2 separate regions of the Mus musculus genome follow, and region 2 is linked to region 1. The links are chromatin contacts, called in public Hi-C maps. All regions are on one chromosome and are shown on one strand. Each heading gives the region's core, a stretch centred on a gene start, on an enhancer-like site or on the middle of the called end of the contact. The rest is flanking DNA. Distances are from core to core; before and after follow the strand shown. Region 1 has its middle 65 kb from the start of Gm28643. Region 2 has its middle 130 kb from the start of Gm13479.

Evidence for each region. Hi-C and Micro-C count contacts between places; a contact is called where the count stands out from the background.
Region 2: a Hi-C map of bone marrow-derived macrophages shows a contact between it and region 1, with 2.3 times the contacts expected there. The contact joins two enhancer-like sites. A contact is called at or near these places in 1 of 15 datasets of contacts at CTCF or cohesin (the G1E-ER4 cell line), 8 of 484 Hi-C or Micro-C datasets (CD4 T cells, bone marrow-derived macrophages, centrocytes and 3 more), 3 of 115 datasets of contacts at active chromatin or transcription factors (bone marrow-derived dendritic cells, microglia and neural progenitor cells) and 1 of 9 other capture datasets (bone marrow-derived macrophages).

Annotation. Positions count from the first base shown.
Region 1 is chr2:45,193,474-45,200,541 of GRCm38.p6, forward strand. No RefSeq gene overlaps it. Among named protein-coding and RNA genes, the nearest start is that of Gm28643, 65 kb to the left of the region's middle. Within about 2 kb of position 3,233, at least 47 of the 459 cell types and tissues checked have an H3K27ac peak or open chromatin away from gene starts, as enhancers often do. A contact at or near this core is called in bone marrow-derived dendritic cells, bone marrow-derived macrophages and microglia, where this site is marked.
Region 2 is chr2:45,259,647-45,266,714 of GRCm38.p6, forward strand. It overlaps Vis1. Among named protein-coding and RNA genes, the nearest start is that of Gm13479, 130 kb to the right of the region's middle. Within about 2 kb of position 2,470, at least 60 of the 459 cell types and tissues checked have an H3K27ac peak or open chromatin away from gene starts, as enhancers often do. A contact at or near this core is called in bone marrow-derived dendritic cells, bone marrow-derived macrophages and microglia, where this site is marked.

The sequences.
Region 1 (7,068 bases), core at 1,983-4,482:
TTTGTCTTGGCTGCACTGTGATTTACTTAATCAACTCCTTCATTGTGGAGAGTCAGGTTGTTTCCAGTCTCTTCAACAATATAAATAGGGTTGGCATAAATGTAACCAAACATATGTTCATATTCTTGATTATTTTCTTAGAACATTTTTCTAGAGAAGGCACTGCTGAGTGAAAAATGTATATGCACTGTAAGATTTAAGTTATAGCAACTAACTACTCTTACCACTTTCCTTAGAAAGATTCTACTATTCAAACATTAACTTGGCTGGAGCTTATTAGTTTACCTCACTGCTCTTCCTTGGTGGCTTCCAAACACACTGACTATGTGGGCTTATACATTGGCAATGAGCAGGTCTGACACAGTTGGCCAGACTCTACAGTACTGACTACTTCCGACTTATTGATTTGGCACAATTCTTTGCTATTGGCTGGTTATGTTGGGATCTGTCATATGCTTTAGTATTTTTCTGCAAAATGTCTCTAAGAAATTGAAGACAAGCACCTGCTCCTGTACTCTAGTAGGGTTCAAAAACACCTAATCCACCTTCAGGTGGTTGGGATCCACTAACTATGGGCCACAGCAAGAAGTGAGACCTGTGTTGAGATTAGCCAGGAAAAGATGTAAAAGGGTTTTGAAACACAGACTGCACCATGGTTACCCATCACACTCGCATGTATGCTCTCTACTGTCTCTGGCAAAGTTGCCCATGCTTGCCCAAGTGGCTGCTCGGCGACATCCAGGGGAAAGGCCATTCTTGTGCCTCTTGCAAATACTTTTCTTTCTCTGCAAAGTTTCCTGAGGTTGGGTTGATATTATATGTCATTACATTTTTAAATTTCAAATTACGTAAAAAAGTCACTGATACCAGCTTGACATTTTGAGTGGCACTAAAGCCCACAGAACAGGTAGGTGCAGAGGACATGAACGAATGAATGCATCAGTGTGCATCAGTGTGCAACCAACCAGCTCTCCCCGCCCCCGACTTTTACTATGAAAAAGAGTTTCTAGTCACAAAAGGGAACTTAGTTCTCGGCAACCTTAGCGTAAAATGCTTCTTCAGCTTTTCTTAGATCCGACTGTCTCAAAATGCAAGTGCAGTCAAAATTAGCTCCTAAGATTAATTTTTTTTTTGTGTGTGTGTGATTGCACTTACACCTCCAAAACTAAGCTGGTTCACTTCTTAGTGAGAAAACAAATTTCTTAAAGTTAGATTTCCATTTTCCACGGTTATCCCTGAAATGCCTGACCTTTAATAAGCATTTTTTGTGAATGACTAAACTCATCCTCCGTTTTCTCAAAAGCGAGCTGTCACAATTGCAAGCAGCATGGCATGGCAGAGTAACTTTGGTGGGCTTAGCTCCCTATGCCTGGCTGCTTCGTCTTCCTGCAGGACTGGCTACTGCCTGTGGGGCCACTTTCTCAACCTTTCTGATCTTTGGTTATAAAATGATGAGACAAATAAAATTTCTCCTTAGAGAGCAGGTTGCTCTAGAGATCAAAGGAAATGCAATAATAGACTGGTTAACTGGTCTGAGCAACTTCAAATAAAATTATTGTAATGCTATTATTACTATTTTGGAGGCCTGTGTTACTGTTTTTCTTCTTGTTGTGAATCTATCTCTCCGTGTTTTGGTTGGAAGGAGAATCTAGCTACAGTCAGCTCCACTGTAGAAAGTACTTGACGTTCCTTAATCTTAACATCTAGAGTTCTTGATATAATTAATAATTACGGCTGCACATATATTTTTATTGTGTTGACTCTTTTTCTTTTTCTGTTTTGAAGTCTGAGCCTGTGGCGCTTACCTGTCTACCCACTGAATTGTATCCTCAGCTTTCCTTTCTTAGCTGAGAGGCAAGTTACCTGTGAAGAGAACCCAGGGCCATGTGCAGAGCACCCTAACTGATGAAGGGGTCAGAATGGTGGAAAGCCCCTAAGCATGCATCCCTTCCCTTCTCCCTTAACCTTGGCTTTCTTGTTTTCCTTGGCATTTTTGCACTTTGTTTTTCTTTTCCCTTTTCTTTTTTCTTGTCTTTCTGTCATTCTTTTTCTTCTGCCAAAATCTTGCTGTGTAGCTCCGTCTGGCATGGGCTTTCCTTTGCAACCATTCTCTCTTTTCAGGCCATTTCCAGGCCTTACCTAACTCTCTCTACTAAGAGAGAAAGCAGAATCCTGCCTTCCAATATGATCAATTAGTTCACTATGTTATGGTCTCAAAGTAGAGCAAACTTGGATTTAGTTCTGTTATTTAACAGTGAGAGGGTTGACCAGGGCTGTGGCTTGGTCAGGGAGAATACTTTCCTAGCACGCCAAAGCCCTATGTTGAGCTCAACATTACATAAAAATCAGGACTAGTGGCAGTAACACACACATCATCCTGGCGTTTTGGAGGAGACATGAAGATTAGAGTTTCAAGGTTGTTCTTATCTGAATGGGGAGTTCAAGACCACCCTGGACCACCCGAGAATCTGTCTTAGTAAAATAAATTAATAAATAAATAAACAATAGGCTGGTGACCAGGCATGATGGCTTATGGCTCATGTCTGCTACTCTGATATTCAGAAGGCTGAGGCAGGCGGATTGCTATGAGCCAGCTGGTCTACACAATGAGTTGGAGGCAACACTGGGTTCCTGGACTACAGAATGAAACTTTTTCCCCAAGAGGAAAAAAAATCCAACGAAAAAAGTTGTTTTTCATTTCCCTGTCTAATGAATGGTCTCTAGAGCACTCTGTGTGACAGTCAGTGCTCTTCGTACAAACATCATCTATGCTTTGTCAGCTCAGGTGAACCTGAAGAAGGCTTTTTCCCAAAAAGAGGGGGGAGCCAATCTGCTTGAATTTTGACCATGGATATTGCCAGTTTCATAGTTTCAGGGCCTCAGGATGGGGCTCTTGGAGAGAGGACTGACGACCTCCGCGAAAGGGGGCACCCCACCTCCCTCGCAAGGCTGCAGAGATCTTCTCTAAGCTCCTCAGATGCCTTGCTGATGTATCAGGTGACTGTCTTGGAGTTGACACCTAGGGTGCAGAGTATCTAGACTTCTGCCGTTAGCAGTGAATGTCTCACAAGACCAGCAATGGAGGTGACATGGGTAACTAAAGTCTGCTTTTGCCTTAGTTATACAGCATCAAGAAGGAAACCATTGTTTTGTGACTTCTTTCTCAGAAGTGAACTCGATGAGGAAGAAGAAGAAGGTAGGATAACTTCCTCCTAAATTCGGAACAGTAAGCATGGCCATCCCCTCCTGTCTTGTGACACATGTTTGTCACAGCTGAGTGTTCTGTAGTTCTCAGAGTCTCTTCACTTCAAGAGATAGGTTTTAATGGGTCTATGACCTCTGAATGATTTCTTTTAACTAATTCTAATGCGATGGAGAAGAGTGATTGACAAGTTACTTTCCTAAGGGCCTGGGACTCCTCCAAGATCTTATGCACCAGAAGAAAAAGACTCAGATCTCAAGGAACTGAGTGTTTTCTGTTCCAGGCCTGAAGCAGGACCCAAGTCTCCATCTCTGACGCCAAGTAATCTCTTCTTCTAAGATGTTTGTGTGGTGAGGAACAGCCATATCCTTCCTTGAGAAGCACTTGCTAAAACCACATGGGCCGAAAACTAAGGAGAACTTAGCTATTCATAGCATGGGGACCCAAAGAAAACATTCAGTTCATGGTCATTGCTGGCTGGCCAGGACAGTGGCTTTGGGGACCGCAGTCTCCCCAAGTCCGTGGAAGAAAAGGCAAGCACCATCCTTGAGCACCACATCCTATCCCTGCCAAGAACGCCGCCGTTCACGGCAGAGAGTGTTCACTCCTGCTTCACTTCAGATACACCACTACCCAGTATTTCTCCGACTCCTCCAATGTCCTACAAGAGGCCTAAACCTTAGATATAAACAGTGGGCAAGTAGTTGAGGACTAAAAATAAGTTTCAGATTCAAAACTCTTGTGCTTCTATGATGGCAAAGCTTTCTCTGAGTGCGTGGGCGTCGCTGCCGTCCTGGTCCTAGGTTGCTGCCTTTCATCTCTTGGCAGAGGAGTTTTCTAGGGTATTTTTCAAACTTTCCAGCTTAGCAAAGCACCCAGCTAAAATTAAAAGGAGAACTAGGCGTCGGTCAGAGGCAGTGTTGCTCTTGATGGGGGAAGGGAGATTGCTGACACAGCGAAAATAAGACAAAACGTTTGAAACTTTAGGCCCAGTACTTCTCAAATGCCTCTTTTAGAAATCGCTTAAGTCGTTATTAACATCCACCACCCACCTTCCCTTTTCAGTCCTGACACCGGGTAATAATAGATAATGTTGACTTATGTTCCCCGCTGGTCAGAAATACTATACTTCTGTGAAAGGTAACATTTTCAAGCTATGACAAAATGTATTTTACTTGGACAGAACATTAGTTATTGGACTAGTGTCAGAACGTGGGCTGTGGGGTAAAACTTTTAACATTTGAGTTGTGGGAGAAAGTTTGTTGGGAGAGTGGGGCATCAGCACGGGGCGTGTTTATCTTTCACCAGTTCTAAAGGTACTGGCTTAGTGTCAAGCACTTATGTCCTCAGGAATGTAAAGGAAACATTCCCATTATGTATGAAGAACAGCTGTCCACGGACACAGCAATTTTTAAAAGTGATTATACCCAGCTTTACTGTAGTGTGGAGCATGGAATCAAAAGTATTTTTTTCACTGTGTACCAAAGAATTCTGTTTATGGGCCAGTTCTGCATGAGACATATGCTGTGGGTCTGTCGTTTGTTCTCCACGTGATGTTCCCTGAAATATGTTTTACCAAGAAAGAAAGGAGAAAGGGGGAGGGGAGGAAGGCAGGGAGGGGGAGGGGAGACTGACTTCTGATGGACTGTGGTGGTCGAAACTACTTTTGAAAGTCATTTAGAAGAAGAGTCAGGAAATGCTCCAGCTGGCTTCCAACTTCTAAAGTCTGAGCGGCCCTATGCAAAACTGGAAAAATTGATTTTGTTTTGAAGGTTCACACAGACTGAAGTGTTGTGGAAGTTGGACAGAGTTTTTATTGAATCTGGTCCTTTGTGTTTTACGACAGTCTGAATGGGTGTTAAGATTCCACGAATAAATCTCCTGTCGTTTCCGAAATCTCTGATTATAAACAGGAGCTTCGTCAATTTGTGCTCTGCACAAATGTCTCTCCGAATGTTAACAAACATGATGCACTGATGGGTGGGTTGGCCCATGGGAAAGCAGTCTGCCTTGCTTGGTAGGACATTCTGGGTTGCCTTTCCTTTTGTTTCTCACTGTTGTGGTTACTGAGAAGTGGGGATGCTACAGTTGGATTCTGCGATGTCCTCCGCCTGCTCATGGACTTGAACACCTGGCCCCTAGCTACTAGTGCTGTTTCAGAAGGTTGAAGCACCTCTGAGACCTGAAGCCTGATTTGCAGGAGTGTATCATTAAGGATTGGCTTTTGGAAAGTATTTCCTCCCAGGTTCTTCCCTGCATCCATTCTCTATGTTCTATCATGTGAGGAGTCTGTTGTAAGGGGTTCCATCCATGTTCCTTTGCCATGATAAACGGATGGAATATCTAAAACCATGCACCAAAATAAATCTTTCCTCTCATAGCTTGTTCTCTTTAGGATTCTGGTCACCATGATTAAAAAAAAAAAAAAAAACATGGAAAACAAATGCAGATGTGCTGGTGGTGATAAAAGCAAAACTTTTGGACTAGGAAGACTCATTGGAGACTGATTGGGGAAGAAGTACTAAGAGCTTTCCACTGAAAGGATGGCTAAGTTTCTACCATGAAGTCATCAGACTCATTCCCAGGAAACGGTCTCATCATTTCCTCAGGCTTCAGGTGAATTACTGGGGGAACACAGACAGCAAAGATGAGAACATAGTTTTTAAATATTGTTTTGCTATAGTTTTAATGCATTTGTCATGTTTTAGGATACTTTAAACTCAAATGCGAAGTTGATAGTAATCTGAAATTAGTTTCCAGCTGAACAGTGTACTTTAAAGTCAGCAAGCCAAAGAGGGGAAATGCCTCCATTTTTACGATAAAAATTAGGTCATCTGCAGACTAAATACTTTTGATGGAAAGCTGTGATAGAATTTCAAGAGTCTTATTCTACACAATTCGTGGTGGTAAAAGTTGCATAGTGAGCAATTGGAGGTTTTATAATGTATAGCTTCCTTACAATTATTACTCTGAATCGAACATTGGCTTCTTATTTTGAAGCATGAACCTAAATTTCAGTGACTTATATCTTATCCTTCACATATTTAATGCTGTGGTGGCGAAAATTAATTATGTGATTAAAATGCCAGCAGCTTCCAACTCTTTGCTTGTTTTTACAGAAGGGAAGTGTAAGAAGGTAGTTATCTGGCATACAGAGCACCTACCTAGGGACATTCCCCCCAAATCCCCATACATGGCTCTTCATGCAGTCTGGTTAAAGAATATGGGCAGTCATTTTGGTTGAATTTACATTCACCATGAAAATTGATGTCGGAATGGGGGAAGTTTCATGGGAAATTCTAATGTGCTTTTTATTGGCATTATAACTTGGGCCACTAACTTGATGTGCTTCTTGTTGAGGGCCAAATTTGGCCCTCTGTTTCTTCCTCAAGGTTTTCGCTGAAGTAGTAATTACCAAGTAGAAGAATACCAATAATGTTCTGCAAAATTCTGTTCTAAGTTGCTCTCATGTAATTCCCAGTGAAGTTAATTATGTCTCAGTAAGACTTGGTGATACAACATCTTAAGGGCTTTGGAACTCTGTGATCTGTAGTCCAAGACACCAGGCCAACAGTGCTTTTAGAGAGGGGAATTGAATCTCCTGAAGGTACGATATGGCTCTCCTAGCAACTATGTATGTAATGGGGCTTAAATAGTAGAATTTAACATCTTTGAACTTGAAGAAGTTTGATCTTTTTTGTAGTTTTCGTCTTTGGGGGAGACTGATTTATTTAAGCTTAGATCCGAGTTGGTGTGTTAAGAGTACCTTGGTATGAGTGACCTCCCAGCTCCTTCTCTTAGCACCCATTTGCTGTGCTAACATGTAATTTTCATTTCCATTAATTGTAGAGCATTTGTTTAAGTCA
Region 2 (7,068 bases), core at 1,220-3,719, 65 kb after region 1:
GTGACCAGTGGTCCTGAGGTCGCCTTGAACTGTTCAGCTTTCAGGGATCAAATTCTATTAGGGCATTGCTTCCTTGAGCGGCCAAAGGAACACATTACCAAGCCAATTTGAGGTCACTTTCTTCTTTTCTGATAAGTGAACTGGCCTAGTGGGAGTTGAACACATAGCCCTAGCTTTTTACACATCTTACTCTCATTAAGTGAGGTGGTGAGCCAGGTGGACGGCTGGGGAAAAAGAGCCTTGGAGCCCTGGCAGCCAGCACAGCAGTGGAAGTTGGACACACTGAGGACATATCTGGCGTCTCATGTACTAGCTCAGTGACTCACTATCTTATTAAACTTCTCTGAGTCTTGTCCTTTTCTATAAAACGATAGAATACAAGAAAACTGGCCAAATTTTGTAAAGCACCCTGTATGTAATATGCTTGATGTATAGGAATCACTCACACTGGTCAGTTATCGTTAACTTTGTTTAACAAAAAAAGTCAAAGTAACAGCTCCTACACACATGCACACACTCACACACACACACACACACACACAATGTCAATACAAAACCCCAAGTTCTCTCTTGCTTCTTTACTTCTGTAAAAGTTTTAGGACCTTGTGTACTGTTATCAACTCTAGGCATTTATTCATTGAGAATGCTTGTAGAAGACCAATTGCCACAGTCAAGGTAACAAATGCAAACAAAACCTGTTTACCCAAGCCGTAAACATTCATTGTATAATGGCAACACCTAAGATCTCCAGCATGATTGACTCCAATATTAAATACAGAATGCCAGGCTAAAGGAGCCTTCCAAAGAAGGCAATGATGTTTTAGCAGGACATTTATTTAGAAATTGAATGGTTTGTTGGAAAGAGCCTTTGCAATAGAATGTGTAAGTATTATTAGGTGGACCAAAGGAGATGGCACAGGAAAACCATAAACAACTTGGCTTTATTTGATCTAAGTAAACCATGTTTGAGAAAACAGTTCTACTCCATTAGAATTTTTTTCTCTGAATTCTTAAAGACATAGCCAACTTTACAATTATAGCTATGTATTTCAAACAGCATTTCAAAGAGTAGCAATGAGGTGGCGTATCTCCCAGCCTTTCCTGGAACCATGTGCTTAACAATTTTCTCAACCATTATTTTCTCTCACATCTATGAGACATTTTCTTCACTTTCCATAGTTTTTCATTTTTTACATCTGACTTTTACAGACTCCAAAAGAGTTACACGTAAGAGGTTCCTGCTTTCCCCCAATCTTTCAGTTTTCTTTAAGCATTTTACTTTTGCATCTTTACTTTGTTCTAGAAAAAAAAAAGCATTAAAGCACTTTCAACACACATTGAAACCAAGCAGTTAGTTGATTGTTGATTCAAAGTAGATTCTATAACTTCATATTCATATGAGTGCATGAGTAAATAAAACCTTGAATTGAAGGAAAGAAGTATGTAAGATAAGAAGTAAGAGAAAAACTAAAGAATGCCTTGTCCCATTGACATTGTTACTATCCTCACAGTATTTGTGTGTGCTATTTTTTATTTTGAGGATTTCTTGATATATTACATTAATATATACATATTTCTTAGGTTAATAACTAACTTTACAAAGCCCAGATTTGTATCTACCTACCATTTGTATCAGCTTTGAACCTATCTCCCATTCCTGATTTATGTGAACAACTTAATCAGAGTAAAGTGGGTTTGTAATGGAAGGAAAGAGCAATTGAAGCAATGGATGGACATTTGCATATGGACAACTGGTCAACTTTCTATTACTCCCAGAGCATCACTCACAGGGAGCCGTCTACTCTGAGCTTCAGAGTAGAGAACATCCTGATTCTTGCTAATACATCACATTTTACAGAATACCTATGTTAAGTATATCTGGAGTGGATACAGATTTTGCTTCAGAAGATGGGCACTGTGTAAAAAGGATTTTCTATTAGTGTCTATAGCTTTCATAGTGTGTCCCCTAGACTTGATCGATGAAGAGAAAGCCAGAGAGGGAGAAAGAGCTAAGTAGACCTGGCTTCAAATGATATACTTTCTCTTTTCAGAACCACAGTTTAAAGCAAATAAAGGCAAGCATTCTGTTTACAGGACAGCTAGTTGGAACCCGCCCCTCATAGCTGCAGAAGGCAGGGGTTCACTTTGCTTATGTTCCTTGACATAGACTACTAATTGGCCTCTTGATTGTCAGTTCGACACCATTTTCAGCACATGAGATGACTTCCTAATTGATTAAACGTGGTCAAATAATAACATTTGGAAAAGCAATGAGGCATCTGTGCAACTTAAACCTAAGGTTGTGGCCACTGAGGGGGAGGACTGCAGAATTAAGGAGAGCCAAAACACAGGAATGTGTAATGACATCAAATTTAAGATCTAATTATACAACACACAAGGAAGATCACCCTCTTCCCTCCTCCCCACCACACCATGCTCACAGAAACCAAATTGAGCAACGCTCACTGAGAGAAGGAAGTGAGACTTCGTGGAGAAAATGACCCTTGGAGGGTGAATAATGTTTGCATAGTTAGAGAGGAAGAAGGACATCCAATTAAGGGAAAAAAAAAACCTGATGTGAAAGTGTGTATCCTGTACATCAGAACTGTTGCAATGAGACTCACTGCAGGCCAGACAGTAACCAGGGGTTTTTGGAAAGGAAAATAAGTGTTGGGAGGCAGAAATAAGTGCGACTCAGCTTTGTGGTATATTGGGGGGGGGGGTGGGCACATAGGTTTTTGGGCCAGATCCACCTGGGTTCAGCTATCACCTATTATGTAACAACTGGGCAACCCTGCATAGGCTACTCAATCTTTAGTGTTTTCATTTATATAAGAGACACAATACCCACAGTGCTGTTTCCAGAGAGATAATATAAGATGTTCAAAGGGCTCCCTACATAGTAGGCATAGAGTAAGATAACTTTTATAATTTTTTTCTCCTATTTCCTTTCTCTGTGGCATAACCCACTAGTTTAAGAAATATATGTAAAAATACCCACATGGAGTATATATAAAGTAATATATGTGACATAGTATAAAAATTCCATATCATGTGTGTGTACCGAGATGATTATGATGTCTGCTGGGACCATTTTGGAAACAGGGCAGAGGTGTCTAACAATTGGGGTGTGTTTTGTAGCAGTTCAAATGAGTGTAAATGCTGGAACTCCACAACGAGTACACACCTTCATTAAGCTAATATGCTGTGCAATTGAGCTAAACTAAGTGATAATGCTGGTGGTGGCGACAGTATTTTATTAAACTTTGTTTTAGCCTAGAACCTTGTGCATTGTATGATACAAGTGTTTAGCCAAGATCTATCTTCAGAACATGGCAGAAGTTGTTGTATACCATATCCAGAAGGTAAAACTTTATGATTACAGGTCTGTAACAAATTGTTTTCTCTTCTCTCTCTCTCTCTCTCTCTCTCTCTCTCTCTCTCTCTCTCTCTCTCTCTCTATCCCTTCCTCCATCCTTCCATCCCTCCCTCCCTCTCTGCCCCCCCCTTATTTGTTTGTTTTTTGAGACAAAGTTTCTCTGTAGCCTGGCTGTCCTGGAAGTCTCTCTATATAGACCAGGCTGGGCTCAAAATCATAGAGATCTGCCTGCCTCTGCCTCCTGAGTACTAGTATTATTGTTTTAAATTGAGTTTTGTGAGTACTTAGAAGCCTTTGAGCCTCCTTTGCTTCTTTGGTTGATGTATAATTTTTGTTTTTGGTGAGTTGTGAAACTTTATTTATTTATTTAAGGATGGTCTTACTGTATATCCCTGGTTTACCTTCAACTTGCCATTATAGACCAGGTTGGCCTTGAACTCTTAGAATCCCATTGCTTCTGCCTATGAATTAAAGGTGTGGGCCACTGTGAGTGCTTCTGAATTTTATCCAAGAAATTTGGATTGAAAACCGAAACTCCATTGAAATAATTGGAGATATTTAGAACAACTCTATAATTCTTTTTTATTACTAAAGTGTACTTTGCTGTCTACAGTTATTGTATTTTTTAGCCAATATTATATTTCATAGTCTTAATTTTATATAATGCAAATTGATGGCTCTTTCCCAGGACTAATTTTTTATTGTTTATTTTATTTATTTACATTTCAAATTATATCCCCTTCTCAGTTTCCCCTCTGCAACCCCCCCATCCCATACCCCTCCCCCTGGCTCTATGAGGGTGCTCCTCCACCCACACATCCACTCTCTAACATCCCCCTACCCTGGGGCATTCAGCCTCCACAGGACCAAGGGCCTCCCCTCCCATTGATATCAGATAAGGCCATCCTCTGCTACATATGCGGCTGGAGCCATAGGCCCCTCCATGTGTATTCTTTGGTTGGTGGTTTAGTCCCTGGGAGCTCTGGGGACTGGTTGGTTGATGTTATTGTTCTTCCTATGGGGTTGCAATCCCCCATTCAATAATTCTACAGATTAACCTTGACTCTTTCTCTTATCAAATTATAATCACTCTGTATTTCCTTGTTGATGTCAACTCTTTGGGGATAGTAATTGTAAGCGTGTACTGTTCACACACTAAGTGGGTACTAGCTTAGTGATTTTGGATAATATCTACAGCTTGTAGATATGTAGTTTCCTACATCTTGAGAACCCAAGAAGTCCTGAGAACTTCTCGTCATTCTCATTTATGTGTATGGTTCTGAGTTTTTATAAAACAGAGACTATTATATAATCATCTCACCTTCTATGTAGAATCCAGGAAATCATGGAAATTAGGATCATGAAGTAAGTAATTAATGTTATGCTGCCAGAATGACTTTGTATATCAAGAGCTAAAATTTAGCAAAAGTGCCAATGTCAATTTTAAAAATGAGAACTAGGAATTATAAGACAAGAAAATATAAATTAGCAACAACAATTTCAGTTCAGGATACTAAGGCACCAACATCTCTTTGTTCCGTTAGTTGGAGTTCTTCAAGTCTTTTTATAACATATATGGAAAGCGAGACATAACCATATGGTGGACTTTTTGATTTTCTTCTGTATATATACATTCGGTTATTTCCAAAAGTTCTAAAGAGATGCTGTGTTTGTTAACCTGTGCGACAGGTGTTGTTGCTCTGTAACCTGTGTGATGTGATGGGCATTGCTTCTCTGTAACTGGTGTGACAGGTGTTGCTGGTTGGTTACCTCTTTGATGGACATTGCTGGTTGGTAGTCTATGGGATGGAGGTTGCTCCTCTGTAACCTGTGTGATGGGTGTTGCTTCTGGGTAACATATGCTATGGGCAATGCTGATCGGTAACCTGTGTGACGGGCGTTGCTGTGGTAGGAGTTTCCCCTGATGGAAAGCAATGAGACCACATTTGTTCCTTTTTCACTTTCCATTTGGAAGTTACAGATGCAGGTGGCATCTTGCGCTCCTTAGGTCTTTTCTTTTTCTGGTTCTATATAGTGAAGATGTGCTCTCAGATCAGAATGCCAACTTCCTAAGGAGTTGCCAACAATTTAGGAATTCTGGAATATGGCAAATAAATAATTTGTCTCCCCGGAACCTATCTTCTGCTTACGAAGGGTCTCTACTGATAAAAAACTATGAAGAAACATACACATTATCAGAATTACTATTGAAATACTATTATTAATTATTTTGAGATGGGGTCTCAGGATTTTATCTAACTCCTGGTTATAAAATGATCCTCTTAACCCTAGTCCCTGTGCAGTTAGGACCCTCTGAGTACATACTACTTCAACCAGGTATTATTTTAAGAATACACACAATTCTGGGCTCAGAATATAAATAATCATCTTGAGTTTTTTTTGGTTGTGTTTGATTTACCTTTCCTTGCTTACTAATACTTCATACTATATGTTTCCTACGATTTTTCTTTTTCTCAAAATTCTATAATTTTCTTTGCTTTCTAGTATGGTTCTATACCAGTTGTAAAGTTGTTACCTCCTAAGTTTTGCTTTTCATATTTGTATTTAATTTATCTTTACCACCCCATGATTGCAATTCAGGAAAGAATAGAAAAATTCTAAGACCTAACACAGAAAAGTCATTTTTGAAGGGAAAGCTTTCTATGTGTCTCTGGCAAAGAACAAGGTTTGTTTCCCTGTGTCTCCTGTCTGTCCAGCTCAGCAGGGGGTGGCCCCTTGTCAGCATTCGGCCCATCATACTGAAGAACACCTCGCCTCCTAACTGTGTCCAGGCTTCACATAAAAGGGAGAATGCATTTGCTTCCACAAAGGACATGCTCACTCATGGTTGCAGCACCTTGGGCAGAAGTAGGTGCATGTCCTCCTAAATGCAGAAACAAGCTTGCAATCTTCCCTAGCCTGTGTGGCCTGGAATGGTAGAAATGAGCTCAGCCATGATTTCTTGCTGCTAGGCAAAGGTTATAATCACAGGAGGAGGGGCAGTGGGAAACCACACGTTGTTTGGCAGTGGTACAGAGGTCTGGAGACTGACACAGTCACCATGTAACTAGTTCTGATCAGTCACCTATGCCAGTCTAATTCCTCCTTTCAATCACGGAATCATTGTCAAAAATAAACCAGGCTTTGAAGGTTAAAATCCTGGTTTTTAAATCCTCCTCCCATATGCTGCTTGTGGCCAATATATTCCTTGGGAAATTGTTTTGTTATTTAAACAAGTTCTTATTCTTACAGTGAGGATATCACCAATACTACATACAGTCATTTTTTATTGTTGTCTCCCTTCTCCACTCTGAGAACAATGTGAGGTCTATGGGGACAGAGCTTTTTGTCTGTTAACTTCTAAGGTCTCAGAACATCCTTAGTACGGAAACTATTAGATCTTTGAATAAATCAGTGTACGTAGATGGCTTTTGTGAGCACCACACAAAACTACAGATTTGAAATCCATCACACGAAGATTGGTCTGTATATAGGGCTTAATAAATGTTATCAATTATTTTTATAATTTTGTAAAGAGATTGACAGGTAAGCTGAGGGGCTGGAGAGAAGGATTAGTTAGTAAAATGCTTGCTCCACAAACCAGAGGATCTGTGTTCAGATCGCTACCACCCTGTGTGAAGCAGAATTCCCTAAAGCCTGGCTGACTGTCTGTAACCCTGGTGAGGGGA